Linked DNA regions of Zea mays: all the other regions are linked to region 3. Evidence: chromatin contacts called from public Hi-C data. All regions are on one chromosome and are shown on one strand. The core of a region is the stretch at or near the end of the contact, and the rest is flanking DNA. Distances in the headings are between cores, read along the strand shown.

Region 1 (2,700 bases), core at 107-2,606, 580 kb before region 3:
TTACACATCTGTTTGAGTCCTACCGGATTCTTTGCCTTGTGCTGTCAAATCCGACAAGCTTTTTTCTCTTCCTGTTTATATGTAAATTGTGAAGTCCGTACTTATTAGGATCTGGGCCTGAAGATACCGGTACAACTGCAACAGCTGTGATGGCTTGGAGCTGAGTCATGGGTAAAACGGCCACAGCGATGTTTATAGAATGGCACTGCCCTCATAGTAATTTATCGTGTTCAATGTATGTCTCCATAGTCTTCCACCCAACTCCCAACTCATTAGTTCTTTATTCTTGGAGAACAGTTTTTGTCAGAGTGTTATACTGTCATGATATGATCCATTCTTTGTAGACACAGAGATTACAACAGATGTATCACAAATGCAGTCTTAATTTTGTCACTATTAAATCTTTTATCATGCGTTCTACTGAATTAGGTGTTAGCATTTCTTAAATTTCACTGTGATCAATTTTCAGCAAAGTAAGCGTATTTGAGCTGCTGCTAGAGGAGATATACTAGTAGAGTACATTTTTCATCTCCAATATGAGACACTGACACGTGAATGATGATCTATCTGTTTTAAATTATAAGTCATCTTGTTTTTTTAACAAAGTTATTTTGATTTTTTTATGTATTAGATTTTGCTATGCACTTAATTTAAAATAGAGCGTATACATATGTATGTTAGATATGTTTAATAGGAAAATATTTCTTACTTTTTTTATTATTAACTTCTGTTAGGTAACATGTGATAATTAACTTCTAAATCAACTGTCTACGGTCGTTTTGGTGAACCATAGCAAAAAGTTATTTGAGCGAAGTAAGCGCATTTCAGCCGCAGCTAATACAGAATCACAAAACATAATATTTATATTTTTTTAGGAGATAATATATTACCTCAGTTTATTTTAGTTCTTGATTGTTACGTCTATATTTAAATAGATAATAAATCTAGAAATATATATATAACTCATATATAATGTTATTATGAATCTATTAATTATCTAAAACAAATTTTAATTTAGGATAGAGATGATATCTAAAACGAATTTTAATTTAAATGGATGGAGTAGTACATTTTCCATCTCCCAGATGAGACACTGACATGTGGACGATGGACCCATCCGTCTTAATTCGACCCAGGCCTACAATATCCACAACCTATTTCAGTAGGCCCACATCAAGCCACGTAGCACCAGTAGAACCCGGACACGCGGCACCATTCTCCGCTCTTCCCTCCACCTTCCGGTTCCAACTTTCCAAACCACCCCCTCACTTCTCAAAACTCCCAACTACCACTACCAGTCCAATCAAGAAATGCTCCACTACATCTCCTCTTCCCCTCTCCGTCCCCGATTCCTCCTCCTCCCGAGCCCACCCTCCAATCTTCGCTTCCTCACCATGAGCGCCTCCCCCTCGAGCTCCTCGTCCCGTTCGGTGCGCGGTGCGGCGGTGTCGGTGCCTTCCCTCGGCGCCGACGAGGCCTGCGCAGTGGCAGATGAAGCCTTCCGGAGGTACACGTCGCCGAGCTTATTGAGGAGAGGCGGCGTCGGGGTGGCCGTCGTGTGGTTCAGGAACGACCTCCGAGTTATCGATAACGAGGCGCTTCTGCGAGCATGGGCGGCTTCCGAGGCGGTCCTGCCGGTGTACTGTGTCGATCCGCGGGTCTTTGCGGGGAGCACGCATTACTTTGGGTTCCCCAAGAAGGGAGGTGAGGACCTAGCGATTCTGCATTTTGCTCGTTGCTGCTGCTTCTGGGATTTGAGTAGGTCAGGGGTAATGCTGATCTGTTGTCGTCGTAGAGCCAACTGCAAGCAAGCATAGCCTGATTAGAAAATATTGGTGATTTACGTGTATTTGTTTGTGTTTGGTGAAACTTAATCACCTGTTCAGCATTGAGGGCGCAGTTCTTGATAGAGTGTTTAGGAGACCTGAAGCAGAGCCTGAGGAAAAAGGGCCTCGATTTGCTAGTCCGGCATGGCAAGCCTGAAGAGATCCTTCCTTCAATTGCAAAGGCCGTCAGTGCACACACAGTAGGTTCCCCTTCTGCACCCTCATATTTATCTCTCAACCAATGTTAGCATAGTTGAATTCTGGATCTTTAGGTACTAAACTCATGACAGGCACCAAAGGTTAAGTCAGTAAGCGATGTGTCTCCAGATATACGCTCATAAGGAAACCTGTAGCGAAGAGCTCCTCGTCGAACGCCTAGTGAGCAAAGGCTTGGAACAAGTCCAGATTGCTCAAGGAGGAGCATCTGTCCCGAAGAGGCCTCTGAACCCCAGGTTGCAGCTCATCTGGGGAGCAACAATGTACCACATCGATGACCTCCCGTTCCCAGTTAGCAGCTTGCCAGACGTGTACACACAGTTCAGAAAGGTTGCGATTTTCTTTGCAAATTCTAGGCCTTTTTTGCAGGCGTAATGGTTAAATGATGAAGCCGTGCTTCTTGCCAGGCAGTTGAATCGAAGTGCTCAGTTAGGAACTGCGCCAAGTTGCCAACGTCGCTCGGTCCACCCCCTAGTTCCAGCATAGATGAGATTGGAGGATGGGGGACAGTACCAACACTGGAGTCACTAGGCCCCAGTGTTACGAAGGCAGGTTTAGCTGTAGGCTTGTAGCTAGTTGTGCTTTAGTCAGGTGATTCACCTGTTCTAGGTTTAATCTCTACCGTTTCTTCTCTCTGCAGTCTGAGAAAGGAATGCAT
Region 2 (2,700 bases), core at 14-2,513, 750 kb before region 3:
ATGAATATTTTCTAGCAAAATTTGACCCGAACACTCAAGACATGCGAGGACTAGTTTGACAATCCCATTTTTAAGGATTTTTATTTTCAAGGAAAAATGAACTAATTTTTATTGAAAAAATGAGAAACTCTTTCAAAAATAAAGTTGCTAAACTAGCCTTTAGAGTAGATTGAACCAATTCAAACAAGTTATTGATAATAATCTGAGTTCAAATTTTGTTCGGAACGATGACTAGAGAAAAGAAGTACCTCTGTGGAAAAACGATTTCATTTCGTTATTTCCAAAGGCAACAAAATGAAATGACAAACATATTTCTGTATCAGAAAGTTGCAGCTTAGAATCGTGATATCATGTTGTTCTGCTTCAGTTATAGTAAAACGTTGTTTTAACTAAGATGCAAACTTTAAATGTAGAAAGAACTCTGATTTACTCTCGTCCAATTAGAACTCATAAATTTTTTTGTTTAATTTACTTCACAACTAGTTCCTTAGAATGGTCATTATTTTACTCATGTGCAACGAGTATTATTTAATGAGTCATCTATGGGTAATAGGCTCTATGACCATATCTATGTTATGCTAGGTTAATCATGTCCTAAGAGACACACATAGTGGCAAATTTAAGAAGATGAAGCAAAATAGATATTACCTCCTTTGTCAAATATTTATCGGTCACTCGTTTATTTTTAAACTAAAACACGATAAAGGAAAAATAACGAAGTGAGTAATAATTTGCACCAATAAACAAAATTGCTTGCACGATGTAATTCGCGTAGGCAAGCATAGACTATAAAATATGAGTATTAATCTAGTTCCATGAAATATGGTTTAAGTAAACACAGTGAAGCTAAAAGGTCGTATATGGGTTTATTCATCTAAATCATAAGTTTTTAAAGCATTTAACAATATTGGAAGTAATAATCATAGTCATATCAGGATATGTAATATATGAAGCAGTAAGATGAACAATCGTAAAACTGTGTTTGTTTCGCAGAAACTAAACCCCATTCAATTACAGTCCAAACCACTGCCATTGTTTATTTGTCTATTGTTTCTCTAACCATATCCATCATCAACCAAAAGCCCAACCGCGGTTGCAACAATAAAGATGATAAAAAAAAACTGCCTCAACCTCAACGGCTCACCCCCTAGTCGCCTCGCCCCGCCCCGCCCCGCCCCGCCCCGCCCCCGCGGCCCGCGTTGTTGTTCTTGTAGTACGCGGCAGCAGCTTTCTTTTACCTATTCCAACCCTCTGGGCTCTGGCACACAGCTACTCCGCCTCCTCGCCCTTTTCTCCTCATCCCTCGCTTTCGCTTCGCCGTTCCAACGCGGAGCCCCCACGGAAAATAAAGGCCAAGAAGTGATGGTAGTGGAGTAAAACCACGCGTTGGAGGGCAGAGGGACAGGTTGGTGGAGGACGCGCACCCAGCGTGGAGAGCAGCAGGAGCTACGCGAATTCGGGCCGCGAGTGCGCCGGTTCAGGTTGCCGCCGCCGGTGGAATTGTGGCAGACGAGGTGGCCTGTTGGTAGCCGCGGGAGTTTGCGAGTAGGTCGGTTCCGGTTGGTGTGCGAGCGAAGGTGCTGTTGGAGGCGTGGATCTGGCCGGCGGCGGGCGATGGGAAGGAGGGACTAGGGCTCGATTGGAGGGAAAGGCGCGATCTTGGAGGTTCCCATGGGCGGATGCCTCTCGCAGGAGGAGCACCGGCTCCAGAGCAGGCCAGGTTCGTGCTCTCTGCTTGTCCTACTCCCATCCCATATTCCCATGTGAACGCGCGACCTCGCCGGCGTCGTACTCGCTCCCGCCCCCGGTTAGCACCACCCGCGGCCGGCGGCTCCAGCCGCCTCGCCGCGCCGCGCCGCGCCACCGCCACCTGCTTCCCGCCACCTCGACCCCGCCCGCGTGACAGAGTTTGCGTTTACTATCAGTTGCTGTGTCACCTGTGTAATTTAGTTGTGGATTAGCTATCGTTTGCTTAGTGGGTTTTGGTACAATCACCTTAAGATGAGGGAGGGAGGGGGTAACAGAAATGCCCGATGCTTGTGAACTCATGTCATGTAACAAGTGATTAGTGATGAGATGTGCCATGCATAGCAATTTTGGCCTAAATTTTCCCTTTTCAATGTCGTATTTTTATGCTCTATAGTACCAAATTTCTTCTTTTCGCCCAAACTTTACATGGTGTAATTTCGCTCTTTGATGTCCTGTGGAAGACCTGTGATATCATAATAAACCCATGCATTGCTTGTAGAGTTGCATTCAAGGCATACTTTAGGGGAAGAATAAGACAATCTCAGCTCACATTTTGATGTACAAATAACATCAGAAAAGTTTGCAGATAATTTGGTACCTGCAAGGTAGTGCTTGGACAATTCTGGTAACTTGATCTTGAATTGATTCTTGATAAGCTAGTCAAACATGTCTCAAATTAATCCTGAAGACGACAAACCTATAAAGCAAAACTTTGATGATGGGTAGCTCTGCAGTTGTGCTGATATCTTCAAGAGTTTCAGTAGAAATTGCCTTGTCCAAAAATGCAGGGGAAGACATGACATGTACTATCCTGCTTATGTTATCTTGTGATCATAAATGCTTTCGTGAAACCATTTTAAATCTTCCCTTAAGATCATTATGACCGTGTTATGTTGTGCCTTCTTATTGGCATGCACGCCATGGACTAATGTGAAAAAAAAGAATTGTCTA
Region 3 (2,700 bases), core at 103-2,602:
CACGATGTGGTGACACGATACCGTACAAGTAGAGTGAGAGGAGGAAGAAAGAGGGAGGCCCGATCAAACGGTGTAAACACTTAATTTTCATCTACTGTTTGACACTATTATATTTGGTCTGGTTTCTGATAGTTGATGAAAATTACTAATTGTTATCTTTTTACCGATAAAATTAGATAATTTTCATCAACTGTGTTATGACCGATGAAAATTATTCATTTTTACTAGGTAAGCCAAAAGTACACCAAAATTGTTTAACTATGAAAGTATTTCAATTTTCTATTATGATAATAGTGGGCTAGTTAGTTTTTATGGCCCTTGTAATAAAAATCACATGATTTCCGGATTTTCGGCATCAGACAAAACAATGTTAGACCAAGGAGTATAGTAGTACGAATCATTTGGGTGTTGTCGGGACTGTGACCCTACTATACATTCGTAGCGATGCTTTTTTGTCGCAAACAAAAAGGGAAATTCATAGGAATAAATATTTAGAAGGTAAAAAATACCTCGAAATTGTTTTTATAAACTGATCAAAGAGAAAGTGGACGTAAAACTAGAAAAATAAAATATATGATAATCCTTATCCTTTTTAAAGCACCAATTTCTTACGTCACATACAAAACGCGTAAATATATCCTTGTCTCCCACTTCTTGTCCAACAATGGGCCTTATATATTGTTACTAGGGGCGGACCTAGTGGGTGGTTTATGTGGCCCACGGCACACTCTAAGATCATATAAGATTAGTTAGCATAGTGATGTAAATACTATCTTTTGAACTTGACAGTCAAGGTTCGAGTTTTATTGATCTTTGTTTTTTTTGTTTCTTTTTTTATATTTTTTCGGCACACCCTAAGCGTAGCAGCTTGGTCCGCTACTGATTGTTACACAACATATGTGTTATGATAAATCACTCAAACATAATACGACAAAAAGCCACACATAACTCAGGACTCTCATATGTATCACCTCGTTAGCTGAAGGACAATAAGCGATCGAGCAAGCTATAAAAAAACAGATTAGACTCTTTTTGAACTCATAAACTTTGTTGGCCTTTTAGATAAAATAAAATATAATATTTGTTTTTATCACTCTAATATTTAATATATGAATTATATGTTTACTTTAATATTAAATTTATTTTTATAGGTATTAAATATAATTGTGCGTCGTCACATTATACGGACGCAAATCCAAGCTAGGACGTCCATGAGACCAATAGACCATGACCATGGCCCAGAACTCCAGAAGCATGGTACCAGGCACTCAGGCGGCTGACTCGGCGAGCTCGTTACCCCGCACGACCGCAGCCATCATTTAAAAAACTCCCCCGTCCGCCCGGTTCCCCCGCCGCGTTTATTAACCGCCTCCCCTCGTCGCTTCCCTCCGCGCCCACCACTACCACCACCACGGGGCGGCGGCCAGATTGGCCGGCGAGAAACGGAAAAAAGAAATCAGCCACGAGAGCGAAGACTAAACAAGTCGGGCGGAGGGCGTCGCCAGTTGCGCAATTCTTTTCGCTGCGCACATGGCCCATCCGCCCCCGCGGGCTCGATTCCTTGCACCAGCTGCCCAGCCTGCCCCTCCGCCACCCCGCGCAAATTTTATACTATTCTCGTCACATGGACGCTGCGCCCCCGCCCCGCTCGCGGCCATTAGATCCTCCTCTGCAAACTCCACCCTCTTCCTCCGGCCCTCGCCTCTGCTCCTGCTCTGCTCCCCGTCGCATTGACCCGCACCTGCTTCCTGTGCTCGCGTGCAGCTCAGCTCAGTTCTGCTCCGTCCGTCCAGGCCGTGACGACTCGTCTGGGATGGCGTCTCCCCGAGCTGCGCCTTGTTCTTCCAGGTGGGCGATCCTTGCTTGCGTGCCGCGAGGTTTATTGATCGGGAGTGCTGGCCGGCCGGCCAGGCATTTTGTTGGATGGGTGGCGGGCGTAGTGCTATTCAGTCCAGCTGTTCCGTTTTGGCTGTTTTTTTATTGCTCTTTCGTGCGTACCAACTTTGCTCGGCCGTCGCGCGGTGAGAGATTTGATCTTGAGCTCTCCAGGATCACTTGATCTTTTTTCGGCATTTCGTCGAATGGGTAGATCGTCTAGCCCATCAGACCAGGGGATCCTACTCGGATCAGGTCTCCGACGTATGTTTTCCAGTTGGGCGTACCGTTGTTTCTTGATTTCAGTTAAGCTTGTGGTGCCTTTCTTTGGTGGCCAAGTGTTTGACTTTGTGAGCTGTATGCCGCGTAGTTGATCCGTAAAGACTAGGGTGTTATCCCCTGGAGGGTTCAGTTTAGTTGGGTATAAGTTAGTTTTGTCAGGTTTGCACCTCAGTGTTAGTGACTCATCAGTTAGTTTTGTTCGGTAATTCAGCAGTGTTTGATTTTGGCCACAGCCGGAGAACCCCAGAATCTTGGATTCGGTTGTGCACTTTTTTTTTCACCGATCCTTCCCTTGATCCAAAGATGATCCAGTATGCCTTGAGGGAATGGAAGGTTCCATCTTTATGGCTTAGAATTCCGTTAAAAGCTGAGTTTTGTGTCAGCTTTTGGTAGTGCGCTGTTATTTGTTTTCTTGAGCAAAGCTTCTACTCTGTTGAGATGTTCCATCAAAGCCAAATCCTTTTGGCATCTTGATGAACTCATATGTTGTTTGTTTGATCATTCTTAACTTTCTATTAATCATAGTCTGCTCCCCAGTCAGCC

Evidence for each region. A called contact is a pair of places that touch in the nucleus more often than the background predicts.
Region 1: a Hi-C map of tassel shows a contact between it and region 3, with 2.8 times the contacts expected there. The contact joins the promoter of LOC100280309 here to the promoter of LOC103638868 in region 3. A contact is called at or near these places in 2 of 25 Hi-C or Micro-C datasets (ear and tassel).
Region 2: a Hi-C map of endosperm shows a contact between it and region 3, with 3 times the contacts expected there. The contact joins the promoter of LOC100382475 here to the promoter of LOC103638868 in region 3. A contact is called at or near these places in 2 of 25 Hi-C or Micro-C datasets (endosperm and tassel).

Annotation. Positions count from the first base shown.
Region 1 is chr9:113,596,231-113,598,930 of Zm-B73-REFERENCE-NAM-5.0, reverse strand. It overlaps LOC100280309, which reads left to right and starts at 1,356. Exons shown (of 12, transcript NM_001153235.1): 1 at 1,356-1,704; 2 at 1,887-2,026; 3 at 2,154-2,372; 4 at 2,450-2,590; 5 at 2,683-2,700. The coding sequence starts at 1,395. LOC100275724 reads left to right here. Exons shown (of 11, transcript NM_001371724.1): 11 at 1-396. The coding sequence ends at 16.
Region 2 is chr9:113,767,285-113,769,984 of Zm-B73-REFERENCE-NAM-5.0, reverse strand. LOC100382475 (putative protein kinase superfamily protein) reads left to right here and starts at 1,263. Exons shown (of 6, transcript NM_001175215.1): 1 at 1,263-1,720. The coding sequence starts at 1,672.
Region 3 is chr9:113,018,588-113,021,287 of Zm-B73-REFERENCE-NAM-5.0, reverse strand. LOC103638868 (probable histidine kinase 1) reads left to right here and starts at 1,352. Exons shown (of 13, transcript XM_020544106.1): 1 at 1,352-1,848.